Linked DNA regions of Mus musculus: all the other regions are linked to region 1. The links are chromatin contacts, called in public HiChIP or PLAC-seq and promoter capture Hi-C maps. All regions are on one chromosome and are shown on one strand. The core of a region is the stretch at or near the end of the contact, and the rest is flanking DNA. Distances in the headings are between cores, read along the strand shown.

Region 1 (4,078 bases), core at 1,049-3,548:
ATATTAAGAGATCAGTGTGCCTGCAGATGACACAGAGGTGAATTTCTCACTGCAGATGTGGTCTGTCCTTCCTGCTCTAGCTGAGCCAAACAAGAACATGGGCTGTGTTGTTGCCAAGTGCAGATGACAGTCTTTCTGCTTCCTAGGTCGGGATTTCTCTCATGATGACACTTTGGATGTTCCAACCCAAGTGGAGCTGCTTATCAAGCAGGCAACATCTCACGAGAACCTCTGCCAGTGCTACATTGGCTGGTGAGTGAGCCTGCAGAGGAGCCTCCTCAGCCAGGCATGGTGGGCATGCCCTTACTCCCCAGCACTGGGCACGCAGAGGCAGGCAAAACTCGAAGTTTCAGTACAGCCAAGGCTATAGTGGTGAAACCATGTCTCAAAAATATCTGAGAATGCTCCTTGTCTAACGGGAAACTGAGAGCTGTGATCTGTATCTGGAAGTCACAGCTGCTTCAGAGCTACAGTTTAGAATGGGCAGGTGTGTGACTTTCTGTGGTGGCTTTAGATTTTTGTTGTCACTCCTGAGATGTAGAAGGGCACAGGAAGAGTCAGAGCAATGACTAGAGAGAAAAAGGGAAGAAGAAGATTGGTAATCCTGTAATCGAGTCTGGGCAGAGAGATCTCTGGGAGCTCAGGCCCGTTAGCCCTTGACTAGTGATACTGACTGAGTCCCACGGGGCTCTGACTGACCGTCCCCTTTCTGTCACCTTCCTAGGTGTCCCTTCTGGTAACTGAGGCCTGGAAAACCACGTCGTCTCCTCCCAGGCTTTAGTACCTTGTCTGTGCTTCCAGTGGACTAAAACCATGGACAGACAGTTGGACTTGTTAAATATTTTGAAATGTATATGAAAAGAACTACTGTATATTCAAAGTTGGCTTCCGCCAACCTCCTAGCTGCTGTTGAAAAGACACTGTCAGAAACACAAGGCTTGATTCAGTTCCCAGGACAGTGAAACACAGTAATCCTTCAGAAGCCAAGCCTTGGATTTTGGGAGAACAGAAGATGGGTAACTGAGAAATACGGGTTTTGACTTAACTTACAAGAAAACTCATCATAAACATTGCTGACAGAATAATCCAGTTGGTCCTCTCAACCAGGGGCTCCAACGGCAAGGACACAGAGGTCGGCACTCCACTATCCTGTTACCTCACCCGTCCCTGGATGCAGTGGCGACATTTGCAGGATGGGCCAACATGGCTAAGAGAGTCTGTCTTCCGCCTGACCCCACGATGCTGAAACTCACAAGACCTGCCCTTCCAGGAGGACATTTGTTCAGAAGCCTGGCCACCGGGCATGAGCAGGTGTGCCAAGGATCTCCATGCGGGGCCACACTGGCTCTACTGTGTTCAGTGAGGGAGGGATATGCTGTATTTGCAGCAGGGACTCAGAACATAAATGCTGATCACAGAGGGACACACTAGAGCAGGTTGTGAGTTATAAGCAAAGTAAATATCCAACTAAATACACAAAGTATAAAGTAAAGCCACATCTAGACACCACGTTGTATCTGAGTAAATTTTGTGCCAATAAATGACATCAGAATTTTAAAAGCATATATGTGTATGACTGGCTTTCTGTTCATCATTTTGTAAATTCTGTTATTGGGCTTTGGATTAAACTCAGTGGTGAGCCACTGACTAACAGGCACAGGAGCTAACACCATTACATTCCAGCACTAGACAGGCAACCATGGGTCTCTTGAGTTTCAGGACTACACAGAAAACCCTGTCATAATAAACGAGAATACATACATACATACATACATACATACATACATACATACATACACACACACACACATAGGCGTGTCACTTTATCAGTATGGCACATGTATGTATGTGTATGGGTGCCCATGTCAGCCAGTTGAAGTCATCTGCTCCCTTGGAACTGGAGTTACAAGTGGTCATGAACTTCAAGCCTGCGTGCTGTGGTCCTCTTTAAAAAAAAACAGCGAGTGTTCTTAACTGCTTCAAAACCTCCCTTCCCTCCCTCGCCCAATGTTTTAAACAAATTGGAAAAACCCAATCCTAACGTGGTTTTGCACGTCTTTAATCCCAGCACTTGAGTGGATGAGGCAGGCGGATCGGAGGTGAAGAGCTAGCTTTAAATGTGATTTTGATTGTACCCTCCCTCCAGTTCTCAGGCGAGGCCACAGGTTTGTTAGGATACAGCGTGAAATCAAAGAAAAGCCTAAATTTCCCCATCGTTAAGGCAAGACCCACAAAGCTACGCTACTTGGTGAGGGGTGGGGGGAGGATTTAACCGCGCGCATGCGTGTTACGCCCGCCTCGGGCAGCCGGAACAATCTCGCGAGAAGAGCCGCCCTAGGACGGAAAAATGGCGCCTCCCAGTCCCCGGGAGCATCAGTCCGCGCCGGCGACCAGTGCGACCAAGCCTGACGCGGAGATGGTACTGCCTGGCTTCCCCGATGCAGACAGCTTCGTAAAGGTGAGTTCGCGGGCCCTGGGGCTCCCCAGGAGCCCCCTGTTCTGGCCGGAAACGGGTCTGAGGCTACGGGCTTCCGGCGCCCGTCACGGCGGCCTGACGGCGCGCACGGAGAGCGGGAGAGGAGGGCTCCGCGCTTCCGGTGTGAGCGCGTGTGGCTTCGCGTGTCGAGCCGTGTCCGCGGCCTCGGAGGGGCGTCCTTGTCACTACCTCTCCCGAGGGGCCCGACAGCTGGGAGACGCTCCCTCCCATTGCTCACCCCGCTGCTGCCCTGACGTCCGTTACCCCAATCTCGTGGGTTGACTGTCCCCCGTCACGGGTGACATCAAGCCTCTCCAAGTGTCAAAGGACCTCTTGAGAAGGAGCATAGAGTTTTTTTTTTTTTAATTTATTTAAAGTCTTTGTTCACAAAATTCATGATGCTGTCATTAGGCCTTCACACCTCCCATCTGCCGGGGTCCCCCAACCGTAAGATCATTTTCATTGATGGCCTTGCTGCAAGCAATCTATGTAGACATTAACTTCAAAGTAAATTGCGATCCTCTTGTTAGTTTAAAAAAATATATTATTTTCGTCGCTAATTTGTAACAGTAATTTTGCTACCGTTATGAATCATAATGTAAGCAGGCAGGGTATTGGTGGGTCTGTGACCCATTATTTATCAACGACAGCTGCTTCTGATTGTTTACCCTTAACTACCTCACAACAGTCTTATCGAAAGCACTGGATATAAAATGGTCATCTGAGTGGGGTGGGAGTGGTGCACACCTTTAATCCCAGCACTTGGGAGGCAGAGGCAGGCGGATCTCTGTATGTCTGAGCCCATCCTAACCCAGGTCCTGTAAGAGAAGTGCTAAGCGCTCTTTTAACACTGAGTCTCTCCAGCTCTTGTGAGGTTTTTTTTTTTTATTTATTTCTGTTGAATGGACAGGAATCCGTGTCTAAAATGTGTCTTTTTCTCTGGATTTTCAGTTTGCACTTGGGTCGGTAGTGGCAGTTACCAAGGCATCCGGGGGCCTGCCACAGTTCGGTGACGAGTATGATTTTTACAGAAGTTTCCCTGCCTTCCAGGCATTCTGTGAGACACAAGGAGACAGGTTACTGCAGTGGTAAGTTTATTACGTTGATTGAAAGAAAGAGGGGCTGGAGAGATGGCTGAGCGGTTAAGAGCACTAACTGTTCTTCCAAAGGTCCAGAGTTCAAATCCCAGCAACCAACCACGTGGTGGCTCACAACCATCTGTAATGAGATCCAATGCCCTCTTCTGGTGTGTCTGAAGACAGCTACAGTGTACTCACCTATAATAAATAAATAAATCTTAGAGAGAGAGAGAGAGAGAGAGAGAAGAGAGAGAGAGAGAGAGAGAGAGAGAGAGAGAGAGAGAGAGAGAGAGAGAGAGAGAGAGAGAGAGAGAAAGAAAGAAAGAAAGAAAGAAAGAAAGAAAGAAAGAAAGAAAGAAAGAAAGAAAGAGGAAGAAAGGAAGAAAGAAAAGATTTTCCTGAGGGTCACATACCTCAGCGGTTGGGAAGTAATGAGAATGGTTGGGTTTCTGGGTCTGAATTCCGGTACCAACCAACCACAAAAAAACAAAACAAACAAAAAAAAAAAGCACTGCTAAAGGCC
Region 2 (4,078 bases), core at 1,110-3,609, 620 kb before region 1:
GGAGGAGTACCCGCCCCACTTGACCCTAGGAGTCCAGAGAAGAAAGATGCAGCACACATGAGAGGAAGAGCTCCCACCAACTCTTGTCTGAAAAGTTAAAGTCTCCCTGAAGCTGAGGAGAACCAATCTAGTCACCCGTTCTGAGGCCCTCATGCCAAAAGGGGGCAGGAAGAATATCATAGGCCAGAAAGTGCCTTGGCTGTCCAGGAATTCACTCTGTAGACCAGGCTAGCATCAAACTCATAGAGATGCCCCTGCCCCTGCCCCTGCTTCCCGAGTTCTGGGGTCAAAGGTGCGCATCCACCACCACACCCAGCCACGTTCATACCCCTGATCCACTACAGCACCCAGCATGGTAGAACAGCTGACTGGAGATAGAATCCAGAACCACTGGGGCTTCTCCAGTCTCCACCCATGCAGGTACCCTCTCCAGTCCACCATCAAGCCCATCAGAGCTCTGGGCCACCCACAAAGTATCAACAGGAGGTATGGGTTCCACCAGGATAGCACCCCCACCCTACCCCCTCGCCCCACCCCCACCCAACCTCAACAGCCACCAGGGCCACATGGGCCTGGCCACCTGAAAGCTCAGCCTTCCCCTCCTGCTGCCCAAAGTCCAGTAATGATGTCCCCAGATGGACAAACTATGACCCCAGTCAGCAGAGATGAAAGAGGCATGGTGGAAGAGCAGAGTGTTACGAACAGTTGGCTCAGCAAGGAATTTAGCCTTCCTGAACTCCACCATAGGAACCATGGATGAAGGAGCCCCCTTTCAGAGATTAATGTGAAGACCCAAATGAGTGTCTGAAGTGTGGAACACAGTGTCTGCCGGTGACGCCTCCATTCTTGGCACAGAGCGGGAGCTGAGTTCTGGGCTTCCTAGAGGGCAACTGAGGCTCTTGGAACTGGGATGGTCTGGAGTATCCGAGCACGCATCAGCAGAAGCAGGAGAAAGTGAAATGGAGAAAAAATGGCTGCCACTGGGCTCCAGGTTCCTGCCACTAGGTGGGCCTTTGCACACATTACCAACTCTGTAGTCGGGACTTATCAGAGTCTCTTATCTATCTTCCTTTGATGCTAGATTAGACCCTACCAAAACAAACAAACAAACAAAAAAACCCCAAAACAACAACAACAACAAACCTAGCTGCTCTGAGCTTGGAGAGAAAATGCCCAGAGCCTTGACTTTAAGGGGACTCAGGGGCTGGTCTTATTTGAGGAATCTCTTGTGATCTCTAGAAATGAGGTCTTGCCACTCTGTGTTGGAGTCTAAAATACCAAGCTTCTCAAAAACTGTGCATCACCAACGCGAAAGGCGTGTGACCCTATGTATAACTGAGCACAGATGGAAGACGGAGCAGGCATGCAAAAACCTGTGGCTCCCAGCACATGGGTTTCAAAGCCAGGTTCTTTTCCTTTCCTTTTTTTTTTTTTTTTTTTTTTCTTCCTTTCTTTCCTTTTTGGTCAGGGTCTCATGTAGTCTAGACTGACTTTAACCCTTCGTGTAGTTGAGGATGACCTTGGACTTCTGATAACCCTGCTTCAACCTCCCTGAGTACTGGGGTTATAAGCATGCACAACTATGTTTAGTTTATGCAGCGCTGGGGACCAAACCCTGGGCTGCATGCGAGCTAGGCAAGTGCTCTTACCAACAGGGCTCACCCACCGGAGCCCTCCACATTCCTACCACCCACCATGTTCAGGCCAACTCCCATGTCTCCAGCAACATGGGTGGAAGAAAACAGGATGCCCTGGAGAATGCGGCTGATTTGGAGCCTCAGTTTGTAAAGCTGGAAAACGGGGTTAACATAAGAAAACACTTCCAGCAAACGTATTTAACTGGTGCTTAACTAGTGAGGCCAGGCTGCAGCAGATCGTGTACGATAAACGGGAGTCTTGCTACTTATTATGGGAATTGTGATCATGGACTCCTCTGAGCGCCAAATGAGGGTAGGGGGCGCGCAAGGGGAGAGTGTACTTCGGCTGTCCCCTCCTCTGCCCGCAGCACAAACCTAGGAATCCCGACCCCATGAGAGGAAGTGATCTACCGGAGTCACCCGCGGGCAAGTGGACAGATGACCGCAACCCAGCTCCCCGGCTCCCCCCCTTCCAGCCCAGGTCGCCTGGACACCCCGGTCCTCGGCGAGACAGACGGCCAGGCACAGCTCCGCCGCCGCGTCCTCACCCTCTAGCTTGGCGTCATCCTTCGCCTGGACCAGAAGAAGCCAGGCCAACGGGGCCAGGAGCAGCAGGGACCGCATAGCGGAGTCTCGGGAACAACCCGCCGGCACTGAGACAGAAGCTGAACTGGAAACTTCGCGACGGGGCCGGCGGGCGCTGCCACGCACTGAGCCCGCCCCGGGGGCGGTGCCGCGCACGCCTCCGCCCGCCTCGGGGAAGGGTTTTCCTGCTTAGGCTTCTAGGTCCTCCAGACTTGGGGCAGGTCGTTGTGCCCCCTGGGTCCCGATGCCGGACCGTCCATGCTCTCCCTCCCCCGCTTCTCTCCAAGTGGGCGAGGAGGGCGAGGCCTTGATGTCTAGAAGAGGAGACTTAATATCATCTGCACCGCGATGGTGGGAATATATATATAAAGTCTAGCCCCAGCTCCCAAAAGAGAATCACTTAATTCAACTTTCCGCTCCCTGGAAGGAAATCAGAAAGTAGTCAAGGAAATTGCAGCGGTTAATTATGGGATGGATGTGTGTGTGTGTGGTGATGGTGGGGGGGGGGTATTAGATGGATGGATAAGTGGGTGTGTAAGTGGGTGAGTGAGTGGATGGTTGGATGGCGGTATAGGTGGATGGATGGGTAAGTGGCTGGCTGGCTGGATAGATGGATGATGGGGGGCCAGATGGATGGATGGGTGAGTGAGTGGATGGATGAATGAGGGCTAAGTGGATGGAGTGAAAATTTTCAGTGCCATTCACAGACAAAGTAAAAGAAGGTCAAAAGTTTCTGGAGCAAGGGTTCCTGGTCCAGATGTGAGCCAAGCACATCTACATTTAGACAAAATCTGTCAAGCCGTAGAAGAGAGCTCAAACAGGGACCCTGGAATCTCAGTCCCACAGATTAGATCCTAGGGCAGGGTTCGGGAGGGCGGGGGAGGAGGGGCTTGACGAAATCAGGGAGTTAGGGAGATTTGGTCTTTCACAAAGGAAACAGGCATCTACAGGATGCTAAGTGGGAAAGGTTTTCTCTTCAGTATGACTCATTGTTAAAGATAGATCCTCTGCCTAGCAGATAGGTCAAAACAAGGTTGGGTGGGGTAGGGTGGGGTCTGCCCAAATCCTAGCACTCAGGAGGTAGAAGAGCTCCATTGTCCAAAGCCAGCCTGAGCTGCACAGCCAGACTCAGTCAGAGAAGGGAGGAAGAAGGTGTCAAAGCGAGCTGGAATCCCAGCACTCAGGAGGCATAGCAGGATCAGGAGTTCAAGACATGCTCAGCCGTAGAGCTAGTGACCATATAGCTTGAGGCTAGTGTGGACTGTGTGAGACCTCAACAACACACACCCACCCCCAACACAGGAAACTTACAGACCAATGTTTGCAATGATTATTTCCAAGTTGTGGAATAAACATGTTCATAACTTATGCAGCGTTTCTAGGTCATATTATTGGGAATCGTTCTTCTTTTCTTGTTTCTCTTTTTCTTGAGAAAGATGTACAATACTTGTACAATTGAAGAACCACGTGTCCTTTCTGGGAAATAAGAACAGGCTGGAAAAATGGGCGTCCACCTCATTGTGCAGAGGTCAACTCACACTCTCACAGATGGTAGAAGAGAGGCCCAGGGCTATCCAGCAGCAAGCTCAAAGTCACAAGACCAACCAGAGGAAGCGACCTCAGCAGAATCTAGAACATTTGCTTCCTAGCAGGGACTTAGAGCCAGGAGCTGCTGCAGCTGGAGACAGGACTTGGCGCCAAGCATCCACCAGCATCCGCCGGGTGTTTTAGACCCAGAAGGTTGAGGACTGAGATCTCCAAACCCTTGGAGGAGGAAGTACAAGTGTAAATGGGGGAAGAACCAGCCAGCCTTGTTGGCTGGCTCGATTTTCAAAGCTCTTCCTCCAAGCTCACAA
Region 3 (4,078 bases), core at 401-2,900, 610 kb after region 1:
TCTCGATGAAATCATCCACGGCTTGCCCGGCCTTCACAAGCAGGATGACCCGGCGGGGCTTCTTTAGTTTGGAGACCATGTCCTTTAAGGACTGTGCACCAACCACCTTGGTGCCCTTCGCCTCGTTGGCCAAGAAGTCATCGACTTTGGAGACTGTCCTATTGAAAGCACAGACCTGGAAGGACAAAAGGCCTGTCAGAGGATCTGGCACACACATGACCCTCGGGTGGTAGATGCAGCAACAGAGAAACGTCTACTCTGTCCAAGGTCTAGCGAGAGCTGACCTGCCTTTTCTTTTTAAGTGCTAGGCAATCTCTGCAAAGTCCAGTCACAGCAGAGAGCCCAGGGAAAGGCGGTTGCCACTTGTTGCTTATCAGGTTGAGCCTGTCACTACTACCTGGGTCCTTTGTCCCTGGTAATCCTGGTGTCTAAGCCATGCTACTATTTAGAAAGAACATTCAGAGCCCACAGGCAGGAGGATCCTCTGACCCTGGACTCAGAAAGCTGAGATGAGAGGGCCCTGAGACTCCAGTGTGACAACACTGTGAGACAAGCTGCTGTCTACAAAGAAAAACAATCTCCATGTACCCCAAGTTTTCCTAGCTACAGCTTCCAAGATCTGGGTCCCTTTACATCTATGGTTTTCAACCTTCCTAACGCTGCGACCCTTTAATATAGCCCCTCGTGTTGTGATGACCCCCAATCATAAAACTATTTTCATAACTACGCAATAACTGTAATTTGCTAGTGTTATAAATCATAATGTTGAGAACCACTGCTTTTATATTTATTTCTATCCAAGGAGGCTCTTCCCTTAACTACAGAGGGAGCACGACTAAAGCAGAAATTCTTCTACAAAGACACCAAACAGTGCTTACTGAGTGATGCCTTGGGATCTCTGAAAAACAAATCACAGCTCTCAGCGGGAAGGCAACGTGTCCTCACTACTTACCACAAATCCATGATCATTCATGTTCAAAATTAAGTTCTGGCCCATGACAGCCAGTCCGATCAGTGCAATGTCAGCTCTGAAATGACAAAAAAAAAAAAAAACAATAAAGCAAACACAAAGAAAGGATATTAGTGTTACTTAGTGGCTTTTATTAGGACTGGCAGCCTGCACCCTTCTCGGCTCACACCATGCACCTAGGATCGACCGCACCCTGCACCCCACAGTTCCATGGAAGTTCCTTCTAAAGGGCGTCCGGGCACACGAAGCCACCCATGCCCTGCCCCTGGCCCTGCCCGTCGTTCCTTATGGCCTGGCCAGCACAAGGGGCGTGGGCCGTCCCCGACCCAGCGCGGCCTTCCTTCCCCGCGAGCCCGTCGCAGCCGCAAGCTCCCACGAAGGGGTGGCGGAGCTTGCGCTGGCCATGGCGGGGACCCTGAGGTGCAGGGGTCAGGGCTGCGCGAGGAGACCCAGGCGACCACCGGGGCTGAGGAGAACAGGGAGACAACTGAGCAGAGCCCCGCCATCACCACGCTCAGCCCCGGAAGTCTCCCGGGCCCGACTGCGCGTGTCGGTCACTCACTGGGCCATGGCGGAGGCAGACGAAGCAGAGTCGAGGAGGAAGAAACGCGAAGGACCGAGCGCTCCGAGGCAAGTACAGTGAAGTCCGGCTCCCGGCGCCTCGAGAGGCTTACAGAGACGCTGGCCAATCAGAAGACAGGGGTGGGCCGATGCCCCACGCTATTGGGTCTCTGCGGCGCCTGTTATACCACCTGAGGGCAAACGGACCCGCCCACCCCCGGGGCCCAGATCTGTAGAGCGCCGAGCAGTCGATGGCACCTCGAGCTGGAGAGGAGCGTTTAAAGGGCTTCTTCTAAGTGTTCTAGGAGCGTTTAAAGGGCTTCTTCTAAGTGTTCTAGCGGGACCTTGCACGATGCCTCCCGCTCGTGCGGAAGCTCGGGTCTGCAGCTCGGCGTGAAAGAGAAGACATTAAGGGCTTGGTGCAGCCCTTACCAAGCCCACTGGCGTTTTTGATCCATGGCTGCTGCTTCCCTTCACTGTCCCTCAACTCTGAGGCAGGAGTCAAGTCTGTCCTATCTGTGGGAACCTCAGTGTGTACCATTTTTGCAGGTCAAGAAACAGCGGTGCAAACTAAGACGAGACGGTCAGCAAGTAAAGAGCCAAGCGGGTGGAAGTGGAACCCACTCCGCAAAGTTGGCATCTGACCTCCACGTGCAGCAGTGGCGCGTGCGCCCACTCGCACAGAAAGAGAAAACGAAGCGGAGGAGAGGCTTGAGGGGTTTTGGGGGGGTGGTTTCATAATTATTTATTTTTTGTGTATTGGTTTGCCTGCATGTATGTCCGTGTACCTCGTGCGTGGCCGATACTCGGGGAGGCAAGACTGGAAGTGAGTTCTTCCTTGTGCTTGTAGCGGAACACAAGCACTCTTCTCTACCATTTCCTCAGCCCCACTACAGTTTCCGGCGCTGGAGGTCTGGGGTGCTGTTTCGCCCGCTGGTCAGACACTTTTAGTTTCAATTTACTTTTCCATTCAGACTCAGGTGTTGGTGCGCTGCTTTCTTTTTTCTTTTCTTTTTTTTTTTTTTTTTTTTTTTTTTTTTCGGGGGGCGGGATTTTTTCTCTGTGTAGCCCTGCCTGTCCTGGAACTCACTCAGTAGACCAGGCTAGCCTCGAACTCAGAAATCCGCCTGCCTCTGCCTCCGGAGTGCTGGGATTAAAGGCATGTACTACCACGCCTGGCTAGGTTCAGGTTCTTTCCATTGCCTACTCTCTCTCTAGGAGTGGCTATCATGTCCTTCAATGAATTCCTTTTATCTTTTGTAAGTTTTGCACACAGCACATAGACATAACGCTTGATGGTAAATGAAAAGACTGGCTTGCACCAGCTTCTTGAATTTTTTTCCCTCACTCCAGTACTACGAATCAAATCGTAGGTTTTGAGCATTCTAGACAAGTGCTTTGCCACTGAGCTATATCCCTTGCCTGGCCCTAAGTGACTTTCTGTTTCTCTCTGTGTCTGTATCTGTTTCTGATAAATGCCTAATGTCCCTACTCCTCCAGCCCCCTATAACCAACACACATTTATCCCAACTCTGAGCTGGTTAGACCATTATTTCCAAAACAAGGGTGGGAACAAGGGAGTACTAGGTAAGAGCTCCTGGAAGAGTCTTAAGAGTCAGCCCATTGTCTTATCAGGTACAAGGCTCGGGGGTGGACGAGCTTCCAGAAAAACCAGAAAAAAAAAAAAAAAAAAAAAGACAAGATCTCAGTCCACAGCCTTGGCTGTGGTTTTTAAATTTGCTGTGGTGTTGAATCTTGAACTTCTATATTAGTCAGGGTTCTCTAGAGTCACAGAGCTTATGGAATGTCTCTATATATTAAGGGAAATTATTGGAGTGACTTACAGTCTATAGTCCAACTAACCCAACAATGGGCAACTATGGATGGGAAGTCCAAGAATCTGGTAGTTGCTCAGTCCCACGAGGCTGGGTATTTTAGCTGGTCTTCTGTATAAGCTTGAATCCTGTGCTGGCAAGTAAAAGCAAGCAGGCAAAGAAGAGTGAACCATCCCTTTTCCCATTGTCCTTATGCAGGTCTCCAGCAGAAGCTATGTTTACCACCATGCCTGGATTTGGGACTTGCTCTGCCCCAGACTGGCCTTGAACTCAGAGATTTGCTTGCCTCTGTCTCCTGGGATTAAAGGAGACAAGGAGACACTTACCTTCCTTGCCTGGGCCTAACCTTTCTTTTCTTTCTTTCTTTCTTTCTTTCTTTCTTTCTTTCTTTTTTTTTTTTTTTTTTTTTTTGGTTTTTCGAGACAGGGTTTCTCTGTGTAGCCCTGGCTGTCCTGGAACTCACTCTGTAGACCAGGCTGGCCCGGAACTCAGAAATCTACCTGCCTCTGCCTCCCAAGTGCTGGGATTAAAGGTGTGTACCACCACACCCGGCTAGGGCCTAAGCTTTTCATGGCCACTGTGCCTCAAGATCTAAATCAAAAGCCTGTGTCTTTCAGCCTGAAGAACTGAATCACAGGTGTGCCCTCCATTTCTGGATTGTAGTTCATTCCAGATGTGGTCAAATGGACAACCAGGTATAGCTATCACAGAG
Region 4 (4,078 bases), core at 956-3,455, 560 kb before region 1:
CATTGAAGGCTGAGAATCATTGCTAGAAGTGAGGTCTCTCACTGAACCTGAAGTTATTTTTTGTTTGTTTGTTTGTTTGGGCGGGCTAGGCTGGCAGGCAGCAAGTTCCAGAGAGTCTCATGTCTTCGTCTCCCAGCATTGCATGCTGTGCCAGCATCCCTGCCTGGGTCTATGAATGATGCCGAGGACTCGGCCTCAGGTCCTCCTGCTTGGGAGATCAAGCATACACCCAGCCCTACCTATTGCTTTTCTTTTTATCATTCCTAAAGCTAAGGCTGGCTGGCTTCTGGACATCTCAGGAAGGTACCCCAAAGCAGAGCAGGACTAGAGATATGGAGAGAAACTTCACATTGGGTTGCCTTCCGATTGGTGCTCAAATCAAAGGCTTCTAGAGGACTGGGCTGAGTGGGTGATGGGCTCCACCACTTGTCAGACACAGTATTATACACTGTGTTGGACATGGCGGCACTGAGGTACGGAGAGCATGCAGAGCATCACAGCAGAGCATCTTTTGCCCCTGCCCCTCAAGGAAACCCTGAGGTCACAGAGTCTCAGTGGATGACATTCACGTCCCCTCCAGTTCCACCCTGGAAAGTTGACTCTAGCCAAAAAAAGATGGGCAAACCTTGAAATTGCACTCCTGGGGCACTGGTCAGGATCATAGCTCTCCTAGGGCCACATAGAGACTTCAGATGTGGCTCAGAACAGAAAAGCAACAGCACTTGTCTGAGGCCACCCGCCTCAGCCGTTCTTCAAGTCTTTGCCCAACTCAAAGACCATCTCCAGGAGGTAGGTCATGTGACACACACAGCAAGGAGCCCGAGTTCCCCCAGTAGGGCTGCTCGCCTAGTCCTCTCTGCTAATAATAATCCCCAGGCACACAATTAAGCAGTGAGCGCATCCCAGGGACTCATCCGGAGGCGACAGTGTGAACTTGCACAGATTTCAGACTTCAAGGAGAGATTGGCCAACCCAAATTGGTTGCCTACAACCCCCAGCTTTCTCAAAGGGCTCTCTTTTTCTATCTTAGAGAAAACATCACCGCAGACACCTCTTGTGACTTCCAGCCACATGACAACTCCACCAGGCAGCCACAGGGTCAATGGGCGTGGAAGTCTTCCAATAGCCCATTAAGACGGTCAGAAAGCAGAGAGCAGCAGAAAATGCACACACTTATCACACACACAAAGCATACATATGTCGAAAATGGCTACACTGGGGTGTGGAGACCACTTGTTAAAGGTGGACTGCCTGCTCATGCTCCTGAGGCTGCCAGAAGAATTCATGGCTCACTTCCTTGGTCTCAAAGGTCATGAAGGACATTATGGAGAATGGTGTATGTGTCCCCCCCTCAATCCCTTACCTCCTCCTTCTATTTCCCTGGGAAGGGTGGGACCACCACATATTTCATGCTCAGAGTCTGGGCTTTGGAAAGAAGAAAAGTGGTTTCATCCTCCAAACCCATCCTGTTGGCACCTTGGACACGAGTCTTGGGAGGCAGTAAAAATAAACTTTAGAGGAAATATGCTCTTCTAACATCCCTTGGTGTTTACACGTGTAGCTGAATTCTTTAGAGCCTGTATCATGTTGGCTTCCTGGCTGACTTCATACTCTAAAAAAAAAATAATAGCTCTTTCACCTGACTGCTAACAGGGACATCTAGGGTGGGGGTGGGCTGTCTGGGGCCAGAGGTCCACCCACGAGGCCGATGAATCAGGTGTGAAGCTAGCTCCAGCATGTGTACTCCCTGGCCAGCCTAGCTGGCCTCCCAGCTGCCTGTCATTGCCTCCTCTCCCGCCCTTATTTGGAGCCCCTGACAGCTGAGCAGCAAGCAGGGGGAGCTGGGTGCAGGCCAGCCGTCACCCTCTGCTTCCCTGCATGGGTCCTGTTGCCAGGGAGAAAGAATCCTGAGGCGAGCGCCCAGGAAGATAACCAAGGACTCTTTTCTGCTCCTCTCACACCTTTGAAGTGGGGGCCTCTTGAGGCAAATCAGCAAGAATGTGACTCTTGCAGCTGAGGGTCTGGGGGAGGGGGGTGAGTGGAGCTGCTCAAGGCAAAGGGGCCGTGACAAGCTTTGCCGAACTGATAACTTTAAAAGGGCATCTTCTGCTGGCTCCTCACTCCATCGCTTTATCGCTGCAAGTGACAGAATGGGGAGGGTTCTAGCCCCCCTGCCTTCTCAAAGAGCTGGGGGGCTATAAAAACGGGAGATGCTGGCAGCTAGGAGACAGTGACGGACAAAAGCTGAGAGAGAGAGAGAAAGAAACCAGAGTGGGCAGAGACAGCAAACATCAGATCGTGCCCCGACCCACGCCAGCATGGGCTCCTTCTCCATCACCCTGGGCTTCTTCCTCGTCTTGGCCTTTTGGCTTCCAGGCCATATTGGAGCAAATCCTGTGTACAGTGCGGTGTCCAACACAGATCTGATGGATTTCAAGGTAGGGCCAGGAAGTGGGACACAGACTGGGACCAGGGTCTCTTTGGTACTGGGTCCATTCCTGAGACGTCCCCTTTCTCTGTATTTATTTTGCCTTTATAAAGAACCTGCTAGACCACCTGGAGGAGAAGATGCCGGTAGAAGATGAGGTCATGCCCCCGCAGGCCCTGAGTGAGCAGACTGAGGAAGCAGGGGCCGCACTTAGCTCCCTCCCCGAGGTGCCTCCCTGGACTGGGGAGGTCAACCCACCTCTGAGAGACGGCAGTGCTCTAGGGCGCAGCCCCTGGGACCCCTCCGATAGATCTGCCCTCTTGAAAAGCAAACTGAGGGCTCTGCTCGCTGGCCCTCGGAGCCTACGAAGATCCAGCTGCTTCGGGGGTAGGATTGACAGGATTGGAGCCCAGAGTGGACTAGGCTGCAACAGCTTCCGGGTAAGAGGAGCTGTGGATGGAAATGGGATAGAGGTCAGGTGGGGTCTTGTTAGGGCTCAAACCTTGCCAAGGGACACTACCAGGGAGCATCTTTGGCAGCTGAGAGCCTGATGCATGTATCATTTTCTCTGTGAGTTCTTCCTCACTACGATGGGTGTCCCTTGAGTTTCAAGACAATGACAACAGCTGCTGCAGGGTCTGAGCCACAAGCACTGGGGAGTTAGAATACAGGGCCAAGACTGCCTCATTAATGCTTACCAGTGCCTTGCTTGCCGGTTTAATCACAGAGGCTAGACTGTGGCTTGTGGGAAATAGTTGATCGCTGTTCAAGTGGAACAATTTAGCCCAGTAAAGGCAGATCATCAAGCCAGTATATTTTTCTCTTTGTAGTACCGAAGATAACAGCCAAGGAGGAAAAGGCAGTCGATTCTGCTTGAGCAGATCGCAAAAGATCCTAAGCCCTTGTGGTGTGTCACGCAGCTTGGTCACATTGCCACTGTGGCGTGGTGAACACCCTCCTGGAGCTGCGGCTTCCTGCCTTCATCTATCACGATCGATGTTAAATGTAGATGAGTGGTCTAGTGGGGTCTTGCCTCTCCCACTCTGCATATTAAGGTAGATCCTCACCCTTTTCAGAAAGCAGTTGGAAAAAAAAAAAAAGAATAAACTTCAGCACCAAGGACAGACGCCGAGGCCCTGATGTGCTTCTTTGGCTTCTGCCCTCAGTTCTTTGCTCTCCCCAGCCTTGATCCCTCATTTCTCCCTCCTTCCCTCCCTCTTCTTGCTGTGTGTGTGTGTGTGGGGGGGGAGCCTCACGTCATAGTCCTCAAAATGCTCTGCCTCCATCACAGAACCCGGGAAAGTCCACCCAGGCTGAAAAGGGCATTTATTTTTAATTCATGAAAAGGGAACACGAACACACCTTTTCCTGAGGACAGGTAATGACATCTCTGCTCAGAAGTTTCAAGCATTCCTTTCTGGTTAGAGCCTGGGTGGCTTTAAGGGGCATTTAGAGAACCAGAAACTGCCCAGATCTGTTACAGAGTGCCAGCTGCTGTGACCATGTGAATTTCACTCTCTGAGTATGGGCAAGTGTGAATGGAGGGTGGGTTAAGCAGCTGAGAGGAGGAAGGTTTACAGGCTGATGGGTGGCCAGTTCAAACGATTTGTGGGCTACCCCACTGCTGCGTCACCACCTATCCACGTGTAT
Region 5 (4,078 bases), core at 683-3,182, 540 kb after region 1:
GGCTGTGAGCCACCATGTGGCTCACGGGAACTGAACTCAGGACCTCTGGGAGAGCAGCCAGTGCCAATACTCTTAGCCACTGAGCCATCTCTCCAGCCCCATTCATAACATATTTTTTAAGTGTGTATTTGCAGTGTATTGTTAGATAGTGACAGGACAGGACAACTTTTTCCTCAGGCTTCCAGCACATTCTGACGCAATGTCATCTGTCAGCTCTGGAAAGGAGGGCAAAGGAGAAACAGGCTCAACCCACACAAAGGTGGCCAAACCCTGAAAGACCTTGGACCTCCAGAAACTGTGGACACAGTTCAATCCCTACAGAGGTTTGAAAAAAATTCAGACCCTGAGGCTCGCTGCAGTTTAGCATGCGAGGTGGGATACCACAAGAAAGGAAGGTCCCTCTTTCAGACACTGCAGAGTCCAGAGTTGGTCCTAATTGTTTCCCATGCCTTACAGCACACACATTCCTCCTGAATCACTCACACCACTAACAGAGGCTGATCTGAGTGTCCAGCGCCTTTAAGTGTGATTCCCCCTAATCGACTTATCACAAGTAGAAAGGCAGTAAGACTCTAAGTAGTAGTCCTCTGCCTAGGAAGGAAGGGAAATATCTGTAAGTGGTTTAAAACTCTTTAAGGTGCTTCAAGATGTTGACAAATGAATGATGAGCTTCCCAGGCTAAAAATATTGCTCCTCCTAGGTCTATCCTAATCACATTGAAACATAAGATAGCCAGAGAGCAGAGACACTTCTTCGGGAGCTGAAATCAAGGCCCGGCGGTGCACGTGATTTAGGGCTCGCTACAAAACCTTGCTACCCACTTCTGCACTTTACTAAGAGAAGAGAGACTTAAGATAAGCAGCACTGCCCTGGGGCCAAAGAGAAGGCTGAGCAGGCAAAAGGCGTTGCTGCTAAGCCTGAGGACCTGAGTTCCATCTGAGATCCACATGGCGGACGGAGGGGGGAACCGTTTCCGGCAAAGTTGTCCTCTGCCTCCCACCAGCACCATGCTGCGCACATGTACACAAAAATAAACAAAAAATCAAAAGTAAACATAACTTGCCCTCTGCCTGCCAGCACACTGGTGGTAAAACCCTCTCCACATCCCACTCCGCCTTTGGCTTAGAAACCCCTTCCGAGGCCATATCAGCACGACTTCCAGGCAGCCCAAGCATCAACAGTGGCCCTCACTGTCCCACAAGCGAAGCGGGATTTGGTTAAATCTGCAGGTGAAGAACTCGGAGGGGAGTCCTTGGCTAAGACAACCAAACCCAGCCAAGCGAGGGTTGGATCCTCAGCTAAAGCTCAGTGGCGTCTGTTATTTAAAGTACGTCCCCTTTCTACTAACGCACTGGGAGGGAAGGAGTCCTCAGAGCGGCGCCCCAACTTGAAAAGGAAAGAAAGCCCCATGGTGAATGAAGCCCCAGATGCTGGCACTTTGGGGGCTGAGGCCGTGGGAGCGGGAGTCGCCAGGCCCCTCCCGACAGGGGACAGCCGGGTACCAACGAGCCTTCCCCACCTCTCTCTCCTCCAGCAGGGCCCTGCAGCTGTGTGCTGAGGACCTAACCGGAGCCCGCCACCCTTCCTGACCAAGCCCAGAGGGCTCCGAGGGGTCGCCGAGCGGGAAGCCAGGGCCTGAGACCCGGTCGAGACCCCGACCCGGGACTGTGGTGAGAGCGGGGTCACCGGGGGAGGAGCCGGGCCGGGAGGACCGGAGAGGGGCGGGGCCCAGAGAAAACACTAAATCGGGGGTCCTCCGCTTCAAGGCGTCAGGGTCGCCGCCCCACTGCCTGCCGCGCGCCCAGCGGCGCCCCAGCCGCGACCCCTGACAGTCGCGACGGGGCAGTCCCACTCCCCTCACCTGGTTCGGCTGCTCTGCCTGCTCCGACGACGCCATCTTCCTCAGGCCTGACTAGTCGACCGCCGCTGGCCCAAGTTTCTCCCAAGAGCGCTTGCACTAGTTCTCCCGACTAGACCAAAGTAGAAGGTCCCGAGCATGTCGATGGGGGCGGGTTCCCGGCAAAAAGGATTGAGTGAGACTGGTGTCCCGGTTATCTTGCAGTTTACAGGAAAATCCATAGTTCAAATTCTTTTTAAAAAAATAGAATATCTCTTGTTGTTGTTGTTTTACATTGTTGATGTATAAACGCTGTGGTTTAGGCACATCTACTCCTAATTTTCTCCCCCTACTCTCCCCACATCACCCACCAGGTTCACCCTCTTTTTAAAATAAATTTACATGTTTGTATGTTTAGACTTGTTTGTTTTTGTTTTCTAGACAAGGCCTCACGTAATTCAAAGTAGCCTCAAACTTTCTATGTAGCCCTAGATGAACTTCTGATCCTCCTGCCTCCACCTCGAGGTGCTGAGATAACAGGCGTGCGCCACACATTTTTATTCTTGAAGTAAATCTCTCCCTATTCTCATAACATCGTGGGCACATTTAGGGACTACTTATTTAATAAACACATGAAAATGTAAGTTAAAATTTAGCCATTCGACCGGGCACTGGTGATGCACGCCTTTAATCCCAGCACTTGGGAGGCAGAAGCAGGCGGATTTCTGAGTTCGAGGCCAGCCTGGTCTATAGAGAGAGTTCCAGGACAGACAAGGCTACAACAGAGAAACCCTGTCTCGGAAAAAAAAAAAAAAAAAAAAAAAAAAGCCAAAAAAAAAAAATAGTGTAGCCATTCGGTACACTAGTATTCGTTAAGTACCTACTGTTTCTCAGAAGCGTTCATAAACTCCAACAACACTCTGCAGCTCGCTCTCTCTCTCTCTTTTTCTTTTTTTTTTTTTTTTTTTTTTTTTGGTTTTTCAAAACTCTGTCGTAGCCTTGGCTGTCCTGGAACTCACTCTGTAGACCAGGCTAGCCTCGAAAATTTGCCTGCCTCTGCCTCCCAAGTGCTGGGATTAAAGGCGATCGCCACCATGCGTTCTGCAGCTCTGTCTTAAGAAACCCATGTGTTGGGGCTGGAGAGATGGTTCAGTGGTTAAGAGCACTGACTGCTCTTCCAGAGGTCCTGAGTTCAAATCCCAGCAACCACAAATAAATAAATAAGAAATCCATGTGCACAATAGTGCTTTCTCAGGCTGCCTCTCCTCTGTATTAGAACTGACATCTCAAGATGGGGATATAGCTTAGTTGGTAACACATGCATAAAACCTGGGCTCCAGCACAATGACTACGTGGTACAGTGGTGCACAACTGTGACCACAGCACATGGGCTATATGCTGAGTTCAAGGCCAATCTAGACTATGTAAGGTTCCCGTTGGTTGGTTGGTTTGTTTTTTAAATTAAAAAAAAAAATTTATACAGGCAGAAGACTGGAACACCCAGACTTTGAGAACTGGGGACATTTGAGGAGAGAGGAGCAGTCTGTGAACCATCATTATGGTAGCTGAATTGTTAGATGTGTTGCTTTAGGTTTTTGAGACAGAGTCTCACTGTGTAGTCCAAGCTGGCTCAAATTCAAGATCCCCTGCTTCTGCCTCCAGAGTTCTGGGATTATAAGTGTACCAGTATGCCCTGCTCTTTAACCTTAATATCACCACCCGACCACCACCAACATCACTATTTTGTATGTATATGATGCTAGTCCTTGTGTGCTAAGCAAATGCTCTACCAATGACCCACACCCCCAGTGCCAATTCTTTTCATGTTAAACACTGGAGCAATAAAACAACAACAACAACAACAAACCAGACTTGTATCACAGCCAGGAGGGATGAATATATTGCCAGGCAGTAATGAATCAGCTCTGTGATTCATGGTTCCCTTTACTTTCTGACTTGCGATCTTATCATTCTTTCTTGCCAAGAGACACATTTTCTTAATTCCCATTTCTATTTATTTTCAATTCTGTAACCAGGCACCGCTCCATTCTATAAGATACTGTTGAGTGTTCCCACTGAGCAGAACAGAAAAGGTTGATCTTATAGCCAGAAGTACAAAAAAAGAAAGAGGATTCTTTTTCATTTCAAAGTTACTTTCTTATAAACCAAAGACAAGGCGATATAACAAGAGAAAAATAACCGGTTGGTCAACATCATTTCCGGTTACCTTTTTGTGTAAGA
Region 6 (4,078 bases), core at 802-3,301, 520 kb before region 1:
CTCTTCTGAAGGTCCCTAGTTCAAATCCCAGCAACCACATGGTGGCTCACAACCATCTGTAACGAAATCTGATGCCCTCTTCTGGAGTGTCTGAAGACAGCTACAGTGTACTTACATATAATAAATAAATAAATCTAAAAAAAAAAAAAAATTCACATGAACATTCTATCAGCCTAAGGCAAGCGAGCTACAAATGGGTGTGACAGAGTTACTCAAAAGGTTGGATAGGGAAACAAAAATGTTGGATAGGGAGGCTGGAGAGATGGCTCAGCAGTTAAGAGCACTGACTGCTCTTGCAGAGGTCCTGAGTTCAACTCCCAGCAACCACATGGTGGCTTATGACCATCTGTAATAGGAATCCGTGTCCGAAGACAGCTACAGTATACTCATATACATTAATTAAATAAATAAATCTTTTTCAAAAAATAAGAGGTTGGGATAGGATTGATGGAGCAGCCTTTGTGAGTCTCCAGAAGAGCTCTTCCCATCTCAGCCTCCCAAGTCCAGTGGCAAACTAAAAGGAACCACAACATGTGGCCCCACACTCTTCAAAGTTTCATATCTGAAACTGGAAACTATAATCCAGAATAGGGCAGAAGAGAGAGAGGCAAGGTCTCCTCACAGCTCACGAGAGAGACTGTTTTGAGCACTCACAGGGAAGAGCTTCGACCCTGGGTCCCTGGAAGGTTTAATGGCAAACACGCTCTATATCCAGGCAGAACTGGAATGCATCACCACCAGACTGTGGGACCAGGTTAAGGACTTGCTAGGCAGTCATCTCCCCCATTCCCTGAGGCAGAGGGTCAAAGAGCATCTCTGGTTGGAGGCCTGAAGCACTCAGTCCTCTCACTACACCAGTTACCCAGGACAGCATCTGGAACACCTCACCTCATAGTCTTTCCTTGGAAGAATCTCATCCTCTTCTTCCTGTGTCTCCCCAAGGATGGTCTAGAAAAACAGATTCACAGAATGGAGATCTTTTAATGGGTTAAGGGTACAAGGAGGGTAGTATTATTAAAATCGAAATTAGCTAGAGCCATCTTCAAAGAGGAACAATGTTTCAAAACCATGAGCTCTACATTTCTATTGATCGGCGAATTCTTTAAATCGTAATGCTCACCTTCAGGACACCTGAAAGATGTCTGATGGCAGCTTCGTTGGAGGAGAAAATTCGTGTTTCATTTGACAATAGACTGACTACGGAATCGGGGGGAATGAATCAATTCTGAGAACACAACTCAAGTTTTCCCAGCTTGCTTTGCACGGGGAAGCTGGATCACCAGTGACCCAGAAAGAGTGAAGGGTAGAGAATAAGAACAGGCCAGAGAAACTACACCAACGGCATGGGCGTCACGTCCCGCGCAAGGGCTCATTCTACAATGCTTGCTTCGTTCAAAACTCAAAGAGAATATGGACGGCATTAATTCAAGCTGGCCGAGGCCCTCCCTCGGAGTCCAGAGAGAGGTTATAGAACAGAACTCTGGCTGGGGCACGCGGAGGTAAGCTGGATGCTTCCCGAGCCCAGGCAGCGGTCTCCGGGCCCCACCCGCTGCCACCTGCAGGCGCGGTCCGGCGCGGCCCCACCCCCGGCAACGCCTCTTGTCATCCTGTCATCCCTCCGTAGCCACCCCTTCCCCAGCCAGGCAGCCGCTCACCAGCTCCTCGGGGGTGCGGCTCTCCCGTTCACCGCAGCAGCAACACCACCGGCAGCAGCAGCACACGGACCCCCTGCACCCCGCCATCTTCCTCCTTTGCTGCCGCTCCGGACCACCTAGGCCAACCCCCCTCCCACCCAGGATCCGCGCCTCACGTGACTGGCCCCGGGAGGGTCACGTGGCCCTCTCGAGCTCTGGGTCCGGAGACAGGGAGTGGCTGCAGACGGGTGGGGCGAGGGCTCGCGTCACATGACGCAGTACTTGGCTGGCTTCCCCTGAGACCTCTGGGCGCGGCCATGTTGGGGCGGGACTTCCGGCCGTCGTCTCGTCTCGTAGATGTGGCTTCCGCCTGCCGCTCGTCCTGTTTCCCTTAGCAACCGACAGCTCCGCCCCGCCTTCTTCGCCAGCCCTAGGGAGGTGGCACCCTCGCCGCCACCGATCTGACGCAAGAGGTAACGCAAAAGGCTTGGGACGCTGCGGATAGATTCGCAGAGTCGGGAACACACCACCGCAAGCTAGACCTGTGGGCAGGCGGTTAGGTGCTGGCCGGCCCTTTGCACGTGAAGGCTCCTTAGGGCCTATGAATACTCATGGAGGCTGTCACCCCAGCCCCACTACCTGCAGGAAGGTATCTCAAAGTTAAAGGAATCCTGGATCTGGGGCAGTGATCCAGACCCTGCAGCCTTCTGGGACCCGCATCCCCGCCACGGCCTGTGACCCATTGACCAGGTGACCCGATTACCATCCCTCAGGCCATGGTGGCTGCCTGCCATAGTGTCTGTCTGTCTAGCTCTCTCGCTCGCTCTCTGGGATTTTGTTTGGTTTGGTTTGGTTTTCGCGACAGATTCTCTGTGTAGCCCTAGCTGTTCTGAAACTCTCTGTAGATCAGGCCTCGAACTCCGAGATCCATTGCCTCCTGCGAGCTGAGATTAAATATGTGCGTTGTCATGCCTGGTTGCCATAGTCTCTTAAACCCATCTCCCTGACAGCATCTGGAAAGGAAGAGTGGACCGACCATTAGTTTCAACGCCCAGGTGTCCATAGCATCCTGCAGTTCACATGCATCTATCACAACTCTTCCGGGAGTGGTGGGCTCAGTGTTTGTCAGTCTTATTTAAATGATCAGTAGGTGGCAGCGAGGCATTTTGAGATTGGTGTGGAGGTCTTGGCAGTTTTGAGCCCAGTGAGTACTGCCTGTTTTACTACTCTGCCAGGCACTGGCGATGCCACGCCTGAGACTGGTCTTTCTGGTCCAGTCACAGGCAGGGGACTGGACAGTAGAAGGGTAAACAAATTTGTCGGTTCACAGGCTCATCCTTGTGTGATTTGGGAGCTCAACTAATAATGGATAGGGGGTGGGAACTGTTAGAAATGCTTAAACCGAGCCGGGTGTGATGGCGCACGCCTTTAATCCCAACACTCAGGAGGCAGAGGCAGGCGGATTTCTGAGTTTGAGGCCAGCCTGGTCTACAAAGTGAGTTCCAAGACATCCAGGGCTCTACAGAAAAACCCTGTCTCGAAAAACCAGAAAAAAAAACAAAAATGCTTAAACCTTGGAGCGGTTTGCTGTGCCTGAGTCAGCTCCTCCGGTTTTGTTCCAGCAGTGAAAACGAGGCATTTCCCTTGGGTGGAGGAGGAAGGCCTTTGAAGGCCTTTCTCACTCTCCATGAGAACCTGGCAGTTTTAGGTCAGAACAGAAGTGGGACAGATAGATTGGGAGTAACACTGGCACTAAGTCTGGAGTCCAGGAGGGGAAAGAGCAATGGATTTCTTCCGATTCTTGAAGCTGAGACCCAAAATGGTACACTGACTTAAGAGGTGGAAGTTTCTGGAAAGAAACAAACCTGACCTGGTTTCTCTGTTGCTCCACGTCACCACACAGATAGCCACTACTGTGCTGGCCCACTGCTGTGCAGTGGTAGTGTTTGCTTCTTTTCCAGACTAGACTGCAGTATGGCCCTGTGCCCTGTTGGAAGGGCGTATGTGGTAGACTGTGGTCACTGATCCTTTTGACTTAATTGGCGTGTTTAGGGAGAGCTGCTACCAGGGCAGGCACAGATGGAACAACCTTTGTTCAGAGTTGGACATAAATCCATCCCTACCCTCGGTGACTTCAGTCCACCTGCCTCTGCAGCCCAGCCCGTGGCAAGTTCTAGCTCACAACACAACAGTCTTTTTGAAGTAGTGTGATCTCAGGAGATCTGGCTGCTTGGCCATGCTGCAGAAAGCCTATATAACACGTTCCAGGCGAAGCCAGCCACAGTGAGCTGTTCTTTCTTTGGTGGGGGAAATCTAGTGATCCTGAATGGCTAATAGCTAATCTCTAACCCCTGCCTGCCCACTCCTCCCCTCCCCCACTCATCTTCCTCCTTTGACTTGCGCCTGAGCCTTCTCCAGCCGGGAAACCTTACTCCCGCCCCTTT

The links. Promoter capture Hi-C pulls out the DNA fragments that hold promoters and counts their contacts. HiChIP or PLAC-seq counts read pairs in DNA pulled down with a chosen protein or histone mark.
Region 2: a promoter capture Hi-C map of liver shows a contact between it and region 1, with 2.0 times the contacts expected there. The contact joins the promoter of Plod1 here to the promoter of Exosc10 in region 1.
Region 3: a contact with region 1 is called in an H3K4me3 HiChIP or PLAC-seq map of embryonic forebrain, with 4 times the contacts expected there. The contact joins the promoter of Pgd here to the promoter of Exosc10 in region 1. A contact is called at or near these places in 1 of 115 datasets of contacts at active chromatin or transcription factors (embryonic forebrain) and 1 of 9 other capture datasets (adipose tissue).
Region 4: an H3K27ac HiChIP or PLAC-seq map of embryonic stem cells shows a contact between it and region 1, with 4 times the contacts expected there. The contact joins the promoter of Nppa here to the promoter of Exosc10 in region 1. A contact is called at or near these places in 2 of 484 Hi-C or Micro-C datasets (both in embryonic stem cells), 1 of 115 datasets of contacts at active chromatin or transcription factors (embryonic stem cells) and 2 of 9 other capture datasets (embryonic stem cells and liver).
Region 5: an H3K4me3 HiChIP or PLAC-seq map of embryonic forebrain shows a contact between it and region 1, with 5 times the contacts expected there. The contact joins the promoter of Pex14 here to the promoter of Exosc10 in region 1. A contact is called at or near these places in 4 of 39 promoter capture datasets (embryonic stem cells, frontonasal cranial neural crest, hippocampal neurons and 1 more) and 6 of 115 datasets of contacts at active chromatin or transcription factors (astrocytes, embryonic basal ganglia, embryonic forebrain and 3 more).
Region 6: an H3K4me3 HiChIP or PLAC-seq map of embryonic stem cells shows a contact between it and region 1, with 3 times the contacts expected there. The contact joins the promoter of Mthfr here to the promoter of Exosc10 in region 1. A contact is called at or near these places in 1 of 39 promoter capture datasets (embryonic stem cells), 2 of 484 Hi-C or Micro-C datasets (double positive thymocytes and embryonic stem cells), 4 of 115 datasets of contacts at active chromatin or transcription factors (bone marrow-derived macrophages, embryonic stem cells and epiblast stem cells) and 1 of 9 other capture datasets (embryonic stem cells).

What each region holds. Positions count from the first base shown.
Region 1 is chr4:148,556,121-148,560,198 of GRCm38.p6, forward strand. Exosc10 (exosome component 10) reads left to right here and starts at 2,299. Exons shown (of 25, transcript NM_016699.3): 1 at 2,299-2,458; 2 at 3,428-3,564. The coding sequence starts at 2,348. It overlaps Mtor (mechanistic target of rapamycin kinase), which reads left to right. Exons shown (of 58, transcript NM_020009.2): 57 at 147-252; 58 at 725-1,565. The coding sequence ends at 740.
Region 2 is chr4:147,934,417-147,938,494 of GRCm38.p6, forward strand. Plod1 (procollagen-lysine, 2-oxoglutarate 5-dioxygenase 1) reads right to left here and starts at 2,360. Exons shown (of 19, transcript NM_011122.3): 1 at 2,186-2,360. The coding sequence starts at 2,261.
Region 3 is chr4:149,165,055-149,169,132 of GRCm38.p6, forward strand. Pgd (phosphogluconate dehydrogenase) reads right to left here and starts at 1,651. Exons shown (of 13, transcript NM_001081274.2): 1 at 1,533-1,651; 2 at 953-1,028; 3 at 1-175. The coding sequence starts at 1,540.
Region 4 is chr4:147,998,517-148,002,594 of GRCm38.p6, forward strand. It overlaps Nppa (natriuretic peptide type A), which reads left to right and starts at 2,206. Exons shown (of 3, transcript NM_008725.3): 1 at 2,206-2,438; 2 at 2,542-2,868; 3 at 3,259-3,558. The coding sequence starts at 2,319. The coding sequence ends at 3,270.
Region 5 is chr4:149,097,911-149,101,988 of GRCm38.p6, forward strand. It overlaps Pex14 (peroxisomal biogenesis factor 14), which reads right to left and starts at 1,933. Exons shown (of 9, transcript NM_019781.3): 1 at 1,862-1,933. The coding sequence starts at 1,897. Gm46722 (a long non-coding RNA gene) reads left to right here and starts at 77. Exons shown (of 3, transcript XR_003955172.1): 1 at 77-1,229; 2 at 1,535-1,670; 3 at 1,767-1,868.
Region 6 is chr4:148,037,026-148,041,103 of GRCm38.p6, forward strand. It overlaps Mthfr (methylenetetrahydrofolate reductase), which reads left to right and starts at 2,052. Exons shown (of 12, transcript NM_010840.3): 1 at 2,052-2,107. It overlaps Clcn6 (chloride channel, voltage-sensitive 6), which reads right to left and starts at 1,788. Exons shown (of 23, transcript NM_011929.3): 1 at 1,656-1,788; 2 at 889-948. The coding sequence starts at 1,742. RefSeq lists promoters at 1,502-2,140, 1,951-2,140, 2,393-4,078, 3,913-4,078.